Linked DNA regions of Zea mays: region 2 is linked to region 1. A link is a contact called in public Hi-C data. All regions are on one chromosome and are shown on one strand. Each heading gives the region's core, a stretch centred on a gene start, on an enhancer-like site or on the middle of the called end of the contact. The rest is flanking DNA. Distances are from core to core; before and after follow the strand shown.

Region 1 (6,172 bases), core at 1,888-4,387:
GGTCCGCGCGCAGGGGCCGGACGGTCCGCGGCCTGGTGCGAGGCGCGATGGTGCTCTCTGCGCAAGGGCGGACTGTCCGCGGCCTGGGGCCGGACGGTCCGCGGCCTGGTGCGCGGCTAGGGCTCCTGCCTGACGGCCGGACGGTCCGCGCCCTGGGGCCGGACGGTCCGCGCGTACGCAGGGACGGCGGAAGATCACCGACGGCGCCTGGATCTCGCTCTCGGGAGGGACCCCGTCGGGGAGTAGAGATCCTAGGTGGTGTCTAGGCTCGGGCTGGCCGACCTAGACTCCTCTAATCGACGTAGAGACGAAGAGAGACGAAGGATTTTGGGATTGGATGTCTAAACCTAAACTAGACTAGAACTACTCCTAGGGATAAAATGCGAAATAGAAGTTGTATTGATTCGATTGATGATTCCAAATCGGCCGTAGACCTCTCTTTATATAGAGGAGGGGGGCTGGACCCTTTACACGACTGGATTCCGGGTTAATTCCGCGAATCTAGCCAACAAACATAGCACAAAACTCGGAACCCTAAACTGCTCTGCGCATGCGCGGACCGTCCGGCCCACAGGCGCGGACCGTCCGCACCTCATTTCGGTGCTCAACACTTTTCAATCAGAAATTTACTTCGCAAGGCACGCATGAAGCAAGAACAGGTGGCTGGCTGAAGCTGAGGTCCAAGATATTAGATACTGCGATGATATCCTTTTTTTAAGTCGCAGTGCATTAGACAAGAGAGCGAAACGATTTGGCAGAGGCACAAACCTGCTAGTGTCGTCGTCGAGGTGATGGACATGTGCCGGCAGTGTTTCGACGACGAGGGATGTGGCCTGGATGGTCTCCTGAAAACCGTCGGAGTTGTCGTCCTCCTGGCGGTGGCAATGTCCTGCGAAGCAGACACGCAGCAGGTGGATGTGCAGGTATGAGAGGGAGCAGGTATGAGCGGCGGCGATCTCTACTACCTTTTCGGCACGTCGGTTGAGGGAGCAGGCGGGAACGAGAGGGGGCGGGAATCATGCATATGCGCGGGAGATCGATAGAAGTTGGAGATTGGGAAGGACTGAACCAAGGCGGATATCTAAGCGCGCGGCTAGGTGTTTCGGGCGCGCGACAAAAAAGGAAATCCAGTTAAGGAACTATTGGAGACCTTATTTCGTTGTTTTTTTTGCTAAACCGTGATTTTGGGAATAAGAGTAAGGAGCTGTTGGAGATGCCCTAACGCTCCAGCTACATTTCAGGGTCTTATGAACTACATTTTTGTGGAGTTATTGAGGTAGGGGGTGCTTGTGTTTATGGATGACATTTTGATCTACACTACCACTCGACGTGAGCATGCTTCATTGCTACAAAAAGTGTTCCATATTCTGGATCAGCACTAGTTTTTTACTAAAAAGATCTAAATGCTCTTTTGCTCAATCATCCATTGAGTATTTGGGACACGTAATTTCAGCTCAAGGAGTAGCTACTGAACCTTCTAAAGTGACTGTAGTCAAGAATTGGCCGGTTCCCAAGAATTTGAAGCAACCAGGGGTTTTTTAGGCCTCACCGGTTACTATAGAAAATTCATTAAGGATTATGGAATTATTAGCCGGCCACTCACTTTGTTACTTAAGAAAGGTTCAATATTTGTTTGGTCCCAAGAACAACAAAAATCTTTTCAGTTACTTCAGCGGAAGTTGGTTGAAGCTCCAGTGCTAGTGGTTCCTGATTTTGCCAAACAATTCGTCCTCGAAACGGATGCTTGTGATCTGGGAATAGGGGCTGTATTGATGCAAGATGAGCACCCAATGGCATACTTGAGTAAGGCATCGGGGATGAAGAATCAGGTTGTATCAGTATACGAAAAAGAAAGAGTGCATGGCCATCTTATTGGCAGTTGACAAATGGAGACCATATTTACAATATAAACCATTTGTCATCAGAGTCTATTGTTTCTGGTTGATCGAAGAGTCTCTACAAGACTGCAACATAAAGCGCTGGTCAAGCTGATGGACCTCCAATATACAATCCAATATAAGAAGGGCTCCACAAATACAGCTGCTGATGCATTATCACGCTGTCTAGTACCTCCAGAAATTTATGCCGTGTCCCAACCGGGTTGCATAAATTGCAGCAGAGCTATGATGATGATGAAGGCAATAAGGAAATTCTTACGTCTGTCAGTCTGAACCCAGCAAGCTACAAGGATTATACTTTGCATTCGGGTATTTTGAGATTCATAGGCCGAGTATGGGTGGGAAATAATAGGCTGGCTCAACAAAACATTCTACAAGCCTTACATTCCAGTGGAATTGGAGGTCATTCGGGTATTCATGGGACCTATCATCATGTCAAGCAATTGTTTGCCTAGCCTGCTTTAAAGAAATCAGCTCAAGAATTTGTCTAATCTTGTGAAACTTGTCAGAGAGCTAAAACTGAACACGTGAAGTCTCCAGGATTATTGCAGCCATTGCCAATCCAATCCCTCAATAGGCTTGGGAGATGGTGAGTTTAGATTTCATTGAAGGGCTGCCAGTTGCAGAATACTGGTATAATACTACCATTCACTCTTCATTAGGCAAATCTCCTTTCGAGGTATTGTAAGGCTATATGTTCTTCGTACTTTGGGGATTCATAATCTGAGACTCTGTACTGTACCTGATCTAGAGCAATGGATGCAAGAAAGAGAATTGTTGTCAGAGCTCATTAAACAACAGTTGTTGCGTGCTCAACAGAGAATGAAACATCAAGCGGATAAGCATCGATCAGAGAGGAGTTTTGACATTGGAGATCGAGTGTATTTGAAGCTTCAACCACATGTGCAGTCATATGTGGCCTTGATGTTTCGCTGTTAAAAAAATATATTCCTCCATCGCATGATGTTTCTGATGATCTTTCATCGGTTTGCACGGAACTGGAGCTGGACACCATATTACGGCGTCGTCGTATTCAAAGAGGAGCCTCCATTGTTGAACAAGTGCTGGTGAAATGGATGGGTCTACCTCTACACATGGGAGGATTTGTTGGATGGATGTCCAGCGTGGTTTTCCGTCAGTAGCAGCATGAGGACATGCTGCGTTTTAAGGGGGAAGGAATGTTATGTCTCTGTTAGTATATTCTTTGGATTAGGCTTTGGCTACATTGTGGTTGGGCCGTCGGCCCATGTAATAAACTTTGTTGATGCCAGAGCAGCCGAGGAGAGTTAGCTTCCGTGTTCTAGCTGCCATCAGGGGCCGATGGAATGAAAGCACGGGAAGCGTTCTCCCGGCTAGCCGAGGTGACGACGGCGGCTTCCTGCAGGGCTGGCCGGACGGTGCACGGCGTTCAAGATCACATCGGTAATCGTTTCTGGGCTCGCTCGGAGGTTGGGAGTTCGGATGATGAGCAGGTGGGGGTCGCTGGGGCTGACCAGGGTGCGCTGTGCGGGGGGGAGCCGGAGAACGGTTTCTCCCTCGGCGGTCTTGCGGGCTCGGCGGGTGTTTCTTTGACTGCATTAAGCAATGCTGCCTTGGACCTTAATGGTTCGGCGGCGAGGAAGGTCATTGACGTGCTGGCCGCGAAGTTGGTGAAATCACGGGGGTTGAGGCCGTGGGTGGGGCCGCTGCCTTCTCCTAGGCGATCGCCCCCCCGTACCCTTGGAGATGCTCTTGGCTCGGCTTCGATGGCGAGGCCCCGTCGGGCGGCGCGAGGTCTGCAGCGGGGACGGCCGCCGCCTTTGGTGAAGTTGAACCGACAGAATTTGGGTAGGCAGCGGGTGGAAAGGCAACTGGGGGCCCATGGAAGCCCATCTGGTAGGCCTCGAAAATCAAGTTTTAGCCCATGGCTGGATTCCGTTCTGATGGAAGGTGGGCCATTCAACACCACGGGGGCTAATTATGGCCCATCCGGCGGCGGTTGGAATGTGCCGAATATGCACGTAAGGAGGGCGGCGGGTCTCCTTCCTGGGTTCACGGTCATTTGTTCAAGGTTGGGAACTAGGGTTAGCCACTGCCCCGCTCCACGTTCCAGGTCTCTGATACTCGCGGCGACATCATTCTCTTTCGCGGACGTGGTGCGCGGAGGTATGGAGAAAGGGGACGACATTCGGGGGAATGGCAGGGCAGAGCCTCCTAGGGGCCCCGGCCAAGGGAACGCCATGGGGAGGGGGCGTTTTGCCCCTCCGCGTGGGGGATTCCACCCCGGGAGAGGGGGATTTGGAGCTCGTGGCGGCTTTGGGAATCGGTTCCAGGGCAACAGCAAGACCTGGAACCGTTTTGGCGGCGGCCATGGTGGTTCTGGCTCTGGCCAGGGGCCGTGCGGCAATGCGGTGCCCTTGGGGGCCGGCTCCAGAAGAGGTGAAGAAATGGTGCAGGGGCAGGCGCGTCTGGGTTTGGTGGCTGGATCCATGGCGGCTGAGCTACAGGCGCCGGGTCCAAACAAGGGGGATGCTATTGAAGTTGGCCTACTGCAACAGGTTGTTTCCTCGCTGCAGGAAGCTAAGAAAGATGGGAGGGCGGATGTCTCGTTGCCTGAGCTGCTTAGGGCGTTGCTGGAGAAGGTCGAGGACAAAGGTAAATCACTGATTACTTCGGAGACTTCTTCTCTGGTTGAGCCTGCTATGGGCGATGGGGCCAGTCAGATTAGTGGAGGGGCTGGGGCAGAGGGGCCGGAGGGTTCGATCAAAGGGGGAAGCCGGAAGAATACAGCTAAGGCCTATTGCCATAGATGTCGCTCTAAGGGACATTACTTGGCGGATTGTAAGGAGGAATTTTTATGTGAGGTCTGTGACAGTGTGGATCATCCTAAGAGTAGGTGCCTGGTTTTTAACCATCTCAAGCAGAGACCCGGATGCATCTATCTCAGTGGATTCGCGGCTGTGGGGCTGGGTTTTTTCCATATTCCAGTCACTGTCAAGAATCCGGCAAAGAGGGAGGGCCTTGATGCAGTGATCAGAGTTACCGAAGGCGAGCTTACTGAGGTGGAAGTTGCTGCTGAACTGAGGCGCCTAATTCCTGGGACACAGGATTGGAAGGTGCAAATGGTTCAGTCTAATGTGTTCCGAACAGCCTTTCCCTCCACATCTGAGTTACAACGGCTGGTGGAATGGGGAACGGTTCACTCAAAGAAGAAAGGGGTTCTTTTTCACTTTGAGGAAAAGCAATCGGAAAAGCCGTGCAAGGTGGTGAACAGCTACTGGGTGCAGGTTATGGGGATACCATTGGCGTATCGTACTTTCCCAACTATTTGGGCAGTGGGCAGTCTGTTGGGTACATCAATTGATGTGGACATGAAGCACACCAGGCAATTTGAGGTTGGTAGAGTCCAAGTTATGATTCTTGATGCTAATCTTATTCCCAGCACGGTGGAGGTGGTCATTGGGGAGGAAGTATACCTTCTGTCCTTCCGTGTTGAAGATGGGAATGGGGGGCTTCTGCCTGAGACTGATAATGTTGAGAGGGGGTTCAATGATGATGATGATGACCTGTTGGGGGATGATGATGGCGATGATCTTAATGGGGTTGGTCCTGGTCAGCTTGGTAAGATGGGTGATCGGGCTCCAGCTGCTGCTACTGGGGGATCATTTACCCATCAATCCAAGACTGGAACTGCTCAGGGGGCGGCTTTGGATGAGGAAAGTGGAATGGGATTTGTGGCAGTGTCGGGTGGGCAGCAAGTGGCACAAGACGGGGCAGTGGAACCGTATCAAAGCGGGTCCTGCAGCGCTCAAGAGTTGGCTGCCATTCCTGAAATGCTGGCGGGTAGCAAGTCCACCCGGTCTAGCAAAAGAAGGGGCGCGTCATTGGACGAATCAACTCTGGAGCGGGCGGAAAGGCTTAAGGCGCGACTGAATGAAGGTAACTCTAAGTGTATTTTTGCTTTAACTTCAAGGCAAGTTGCGTCTCACTTAAATGCTCTTGGGTTTTTGTTGGGTGATGATAGTCATGGGGTTGACATTGTTATGTCTAAACTGCGGGCTAGTCATGTGGGATCTGTCCGGGACCAAGGAGGGGTTCGGGACTGTGTCGAGGAAGAGTTAGAATCAGAAGAAAGGGAAATGGCAGTGGAGGAAACGCTAGATAGGTTGCTATTGAAAGACCTATGTGGGGAGCTCACTGAGGAGGTGTTGGAACCGATCTTAGATAAAGATAAGATTGAGGTTCCTTCTACCTCATCTACCAGGAAATCAAAAACTGGGGGTGGGGGTGGACGG
Region 2 (6,172 bases), core at 1,975-4,474, 140 kb after region 1:
GCAGAAATATCTCTACCCAAAGTGGCAATTGATCTGTCAATTTCTCTAAAAGATCTCAAACTTAAGAATCCGTTTGAGTTACCACCTGCTTTACTTGGAGGCACCTCTGAGGAATCCAGGAGATCCCTTAGTGACCGTATCTCAACATACTTCATGGAATTTGCATTCCTTAACTCCCGTATAACTGCCTTTGTCTCTTCAAGATGCTCCTGGTTTCTCCTTTCCAGTTCGCTAAGCCTCCTCTTTGTTTCTTTGTAGTTCCGCAGAACTGAAGTACAATCAGCTAGTAGTATTGCTTCTTTACCTTCAAGCCCATCAGGAAGAAATTCTTGCCAGCTAGGTACAAAGTCCTCCCCCATCAAACCAGACTTTACACCCTGACTCCTTCCTCCATGGTTGTTCGAGGTAGTTGCTTCGCTTGCAAGCTCTCTGCCATGTGAAGTCTTCCTCTCTGAATTCGTCGGAACTTGCTCATAATCTCCAGCTGGCGCACAGATAGAAGTTTCATCCCTCACTTCTGAGGAATATATGTTCTTCATATCATGGACATTATCAACATGAACTAATGAAATGCAATCATCCTCTTTAAGCAATCCAACTTGGTTGCATTCGTTCGAACTTTCAATATTTTGTGGCCCATTTAGTTGATCAACTTGGTGTGGCGATTCTTCAACAGATTTTGCTTCATCTGCATGCCCCATGTGCAGGCTCTTCTTATCAGCACCACTGAAACAAGTAGCTTTTGGAAATGAGGATTCTTCTACGGAATCGTATTCCTTTAACCTGTACAAGTCTGAGGAAGCAATTGGACTAATCTGCCCACTGGTATTTTGTGATTTACTATCTCCAAGTCCTTCCTCCTGGATTACACTACTGCTGGAAAAAGAATTTCCATCATCAATATTTCCCTCAGCGACTTCCATTAATGACTGAGAAGCTTCATTAGAGTCATATTTCCTGTCTAAATGATCCATACTACCTGAGTGGAGGAGATGAGTCTGTCCGACTATTCCCAATGGATATTCACCTCTCATAATTTCACCATTAGGGAAGTTTCTACTTCCGTTCTCAGTTTCTGATGAACTCTGAAATACTTTTCCTGATGAGCTATCAACATTGCCCTCACCTGAATCGTGAACTATGTTTTCATTTTCTGAACTGAAAAGCGGATCAATATGGTCATCAAAATGTAGACGCAATTTGTACCTAACTTGTTGCATTAAGCAACTCCCAGGGATTATTTCCTCATTAGCATTCCTTGAGCCATGGATGCCATCATTACCATTATCACTAACCACTTCCGAGACATCTTCTCTATCTTGGCCCAAACTATGCCTTAGAGTTGGTGCCTCTATGTCTCTGAAGTCCCCACCCTTGCTCTCTTCTGCAGACTGCTCCAGGAACACGTCTCTTGGAACCATTGCACCATCCTCTACCGCAGCTGACAAATTATGCAGGTCTTCAGGGCCAAAAGATCCAAGTGCCTTTGAGATATTAATTATGCAGCTAAAAACTTCAGAAAAGCCTGTGCTGACAGAGGCTTCTTCCTCAAGAATTGATCTTTCAAGAACTCGGACTGTGCTAAACTCATCCTCTAATTGCTTGATCTGTTCATTTAATTCACTTTGGTCATCACGAAGTGCCATCTCGTCTTGTAACTCATCCAATTTATTCTTTAGGTTTTCATTCTCTTGTATGAGTTGATTGATCTGTGCTGTCTGTTTTGGGAACTTGAGCTCCAAGTTGATGACTTTATCAACAAGTTCATCAACATTCTCTGCGATCTCCTCCGCAGAGGATTCAGACCCACTGGAAAAAAACTTGTCAAGTTTCTCATATATGGGCTGCAACTCAAGTATTGCCTTGGTAACTGGGTAAGATCTTGCCACCACCGACGTGTCTGTGCTGCTTGCCTCTCTTGAACATGTGTCAGTGTCGCCATCCATCATAGCATACAGCTGTGCTCGTAGAGACTTTGTTTTTTCCAACTCCACAGCTGCAAGCTTGATCAACTCCTCAAAATGACGTACAAGCTCAGCTATGGTTCCCTGACAGGATCTAAGAGCTGTTATTGTCATCAAGGCACGGGCTTCATCATCGCCGATGGCTGCATGTGCATCAAATCTATCCTGAATAAGGCAGATTTCATTCTGTGTATCTGCAATCTGCTTCTCGATCTCCCGGTACCGAGCAATACCACTCTCATAGGAACTCTTAACATACTCTTTCTCGGTTTGCAGAACAAGTATAGATTTCTGAAGTCTGCCGATCTCTTCTTGTGCCTCCTCGGCGCTCATGCGTGGATGGGAGGGTGGCTTGTTCCATCCTGACCCTGACGGACCTTGTCTCTTTGCGTTGAGAATCTCTTGGACCAAGGACTTGTGTGTCTTGATTGGTGTGATTGCTTTGGGGAAATCATGGTCCTCCTCTTCTAACATTGCATACTGCACCTCTTCTGGACAAGCAGTAGCGATGGTGTGGTTGGCCTTATGGAGCTCCTTGGATATGTGGTCATAGCGTTCGACGAGAGCTCTGTAAGCCCTGTAGACTTGCTCCACATGGCTTATCACCTCTGGCCTGGTGTGGTAGTACATCTCGGCCCTCTTGCCAAAGGAATCGGCTTCCTGTCCGAGGAGTTTGAGCATGATCTTGACTCGATTCTCCATATCTGCGCACGACACAAGATCGGTCATCAGAGGACAGGAGAGCAGGAGACGAATGAAGAAGATGTGGGAACTGACCCTGGAGGTTTGCGTCGAGCCATTTGGACTGGGTGGTCCGGATGTGGCTCGCCCACCACCACGAGTAGGCGTTGCTCGCCGCCCGCTGCAGCATCTTCTTGACATGAATCGCCCCGAGCTCCGCAATCGACCGGATCGGATTCGAATCCCCTCCTTCGTCTTCCTTCCCTGATCCCCGCTGCTGATATTGGTTGACAAGTTCTCTTTCCAATTAGCTGAGATGAGAAAGGCAGACGGTGAGATGGGTTCTTTCCTTCACCGCGTGCAAAGCAAAGCTGTGGGTGGGTGGGCGGTGGCGGCTGCGTCTGTCAGCAGTCAGCACCAGGCACCAGCAGTTGAGCTCTTCTCTTCTTCCTCAGATCTCCATCTGCACGCGCACGGCGGGGAAGAGGAATTGACCTTGACTGCCGACTCCGGTTGCTTAGTTTTTAGTTGATACCGGTCCTTTTTATTTGTGGCATTTTAGTTAAAAATAAAGTAGGACATATTCGAAAATGGAGTTAGTAATCTCTACTACTCTTTAAGAGGTTATCGTAGGCGTTCACAGTGGTGGATGGTACACGGTTCTGCCGCGCGTCCGCTCCCCTCCACCTCGCCACCGAAATCTCGTGCCTGTGCGATGCGTCCGCCTCCCCCGCCCCTTCCATACTCCTACCGCGCCCCTTCCATCCCCACCGTGCTCCATGCCCCCGCCTCCACCATCCCCGCCCACCAGTCGTCCCCATCACCGGAAATCTCGCCGCGCCCCTAGAATTCTCGCCCTGCCACCGCCCCAAAACCTCCCCTACCTCCCACCCAGAGAAGATCCCATCCACTACCGCCGGGTCGCCGTCCTCACTTCCGCCGTGCCCCTCCTATTCCACCCGCTCTGCTTGCTCACCGCAGGTGACAAGCTCGTCGCTCCGTCGCTTCCATTTGGGCTGCTCCGTATTGTGCTTAGATCCGGGCAGGCAAGCGGGCGGGCGGGCTTTGAATTCTGCTCTGAGCAACCAGCGTGCTGGTCCGCTTGCTCCTGTTCCGCGCAGATCGCCCTCAAGATTTTATTCCGCCCTCCGTCTCCGGGCTCGCTTGGATCGAGATGGGCGTCTGCGTGTCCAAGGTCGCCTGCTGTTGCTGCTACCGCCGGCGCGAGCCGCACAACGGGGTTACTAACGACAGGACTGATGCTGGTGTGTGATGCCTTCCGCCTTCCATGCCTTTTAGGTGCTTTGCTTTTTGCTGTTTAACTGTTTTGGCGACTGCTTTTCCCTTCTCCGAGATGTTTTTTTGCTTCTCTTCTGGGTGTTTGGGTTCGCGTATGGCCGCTTCCATCCAGTTCGATGCGTGATATCTGCAGTTGCGTTTCCGCACTGCCGCTGAGCCTTTTTTCTGGAACCGTTTCTGATTTCGGCGCTCTTTGATAGCTAAATGATCATGGCTGGAAATGCGCGGATTAACTTCTTCGATACCATTTGTTGGTGTTCGGGTTCACGTATGCTTGCCACATCTGCATTCGGATGGTTGCTAGATTGAGTAGAGTGCCATCCAATTCGGTTGGTGATATTTGTAGTTGCGTGTGCAGACAACTTCTGTGGGGGTTTTACTGCATTTATTTCTGATTTTGGGGCTCTTTGATGCCTGTTGATTAGGCTGCAAATAGGTTTTGTTAGGCATGTGGATTAGCTTTTGTATGGGATTCAGAGTATTTTGACGGCAACACTCGTTTTCCCCCCATCCATAGTAACGGATGATGAGGAGGCATACAACCTGCCTGCGTTCTAGGAGTTTACCTTCGAGCAGTTGCGGCTAGCTACATCAGGGTTTGCGGTGGAGAACATCGTGTCTGAGCAGGGTGAGAAGGCTCCCAATGTGGTGTACAAGGGGAAGCTCGATGCCCAGCGCATCGCCGTCAAGCGCTTCAACCGCTCTGCCTGGCCCGACCCACGCCAGTTCCTGGTATTCCATCCGCCTTCTCTTTTACCCTTTCTAATTATGTGCGTCTTGTGGGTGTAATTGATAGTTGGGAACCTAGGTGTAATTGATAATTTGCTTATAATGAAGAAGCAAGCGTATGTTGTATTGTTTTGTATGCGATAGGCCAGTGCATGCATGGTGGAAGCATGACGACTGATAAAAACAATTTTTACCTTTGATCCTAAGCATCACATCTTAACTATATGACATTATGAAAAAAGCATATCAGATTTCATCTCATGCTGTGTTTTGGCGGTAGCTTGATTATGGTATACCGTGCATGCACTGATTCTTTTTTCTTCTGATAGCCATCTTACAGTTGCCATTGTGCTTTGTTGATTTATAGCTTCCACATATGCAAGGCAGAATATGTTGATGCTTAAGAGGTGAGGCCGGAACCTGGTTTCATTATCTAAAAAAAGGTTGATCCTTACCTTACATATTATTCATGTGGATATCAATTTATCAATAGATTAAGCTAAAAGGATTTGAACCTCTATTCCTAAGCATAAGTATTTTGTTCTAGATAAACTTTTAATTGCTATAGAACTGCAAAAGTAATACAAAGAATGGGCCCAGAATTTTGTAACCAAGGAGCTCAGCTTGGATGAGATCCGATTTTTTTAACAAATATATAGTAATAATAGGATGCAGTTTAGTGGAGTTGCTATTGTTATGGTGACTCAAACCTTCATATAGTTCCTACCATGAATATCTGTCTTTTTTAGTGTGTCATTTTACCGAAAGGGTAGCTTATAGTTTGACAAACAACAATATCCTGCACGGCTCGTAAGGTTTCTGGGTCATCAGCGAAACATCACTCAGAAGGCTCGAGAATCGATGGAATACAGTTCTGCGATTCTTCGGACAGTGAGGATGACTGTCCAGTGTGCCTAGAAGGTTGGTTATGGTTGGTGGAAACAACTGACATTGCTCTTATAAGTTACAGGTTTAAGTGTCTAGCATGCATGGATAAAAAGATAAATAGTTAATTTTTTTGGAGTTGTACCTAGCTGCTGAAGGAAATACATGTTCATCTGTTTGATTCATTCTAAATATGGTCATGCCTAAACCTAAGTGCTCAATTATGATGGTTTGTTAGATTATTGTTATTATTATCTGTTTCCACGTCAATGTAAAAGTAAAAACATGTCAGGTGGTTTTGAGCTTGCAAAAGGTGAAAGACAGATGTTTTAACCATCATGCTTGCCCTTACAGTTTATGCGCAACACCATATATTTGTGGCTTCAGCATTCCTTGTGCACTGAATCATATACACATCTGTCCACACAGAATATGATTTCGAGAACCCGAAGATCGCGTTGCAATGCAAACATAATTTCCATCTTAGTTGCATTTACGAGTGGATGGAAAGAAGTCAAGCCTGCCCTGTCTGTGCAAAGGTACCTAGCTTTTTTCCAGAAACCATTTCACTTGTGAACTGAAATGGTACTTGGTACTTTGTCGACATGGTTCTT

What was found. Hi-C and Micro-C count contacts between places; a contact is called where the count stands out from the background.
Region 2: a contact with region 1 is called in a Hi-C map of leaf, with 2.9 times the contacts expected there. The contact joins the promoter of LOC103647964 here to the enhancer-like site in region 1. A contact is called at or near these places in 3 of 25 Hi-C or Micro-C datasets (ear, leaf and tassel).

What each region holds. Positions count from the first base shown.
Region 1 is chr2:225,357,709-225,363,880 of Zm-B73-REFERENCE-NAM-5.0, forward strand. No RefSeq gene overlaps it. Among protein-coding and RNA genes, the nearest start is that of LOC542476, 48 kb to the left of the region's middle. Within about 2 kb of position 3,138, at least 10 of the 20 cell types and tissues checked have an H3K27ac peak or open chromatin away from gene starts, as enhancers often do. A contact at or near this core is called in ear and leaf, where this site is marked.
Region 2 is chr2:225,501,631-225,507,802 of Zm-B73-REFERENCE-NAM-5.0, forward strand. LOC103647964 (protein NETWORKED 2A) reads right to left here and starts at 3,225. Exons shown (of 2, transcript XM_008672473.2): 1 at 2,742-3,225; 2 at 1-2,668. The coding sequence starts at 2,835.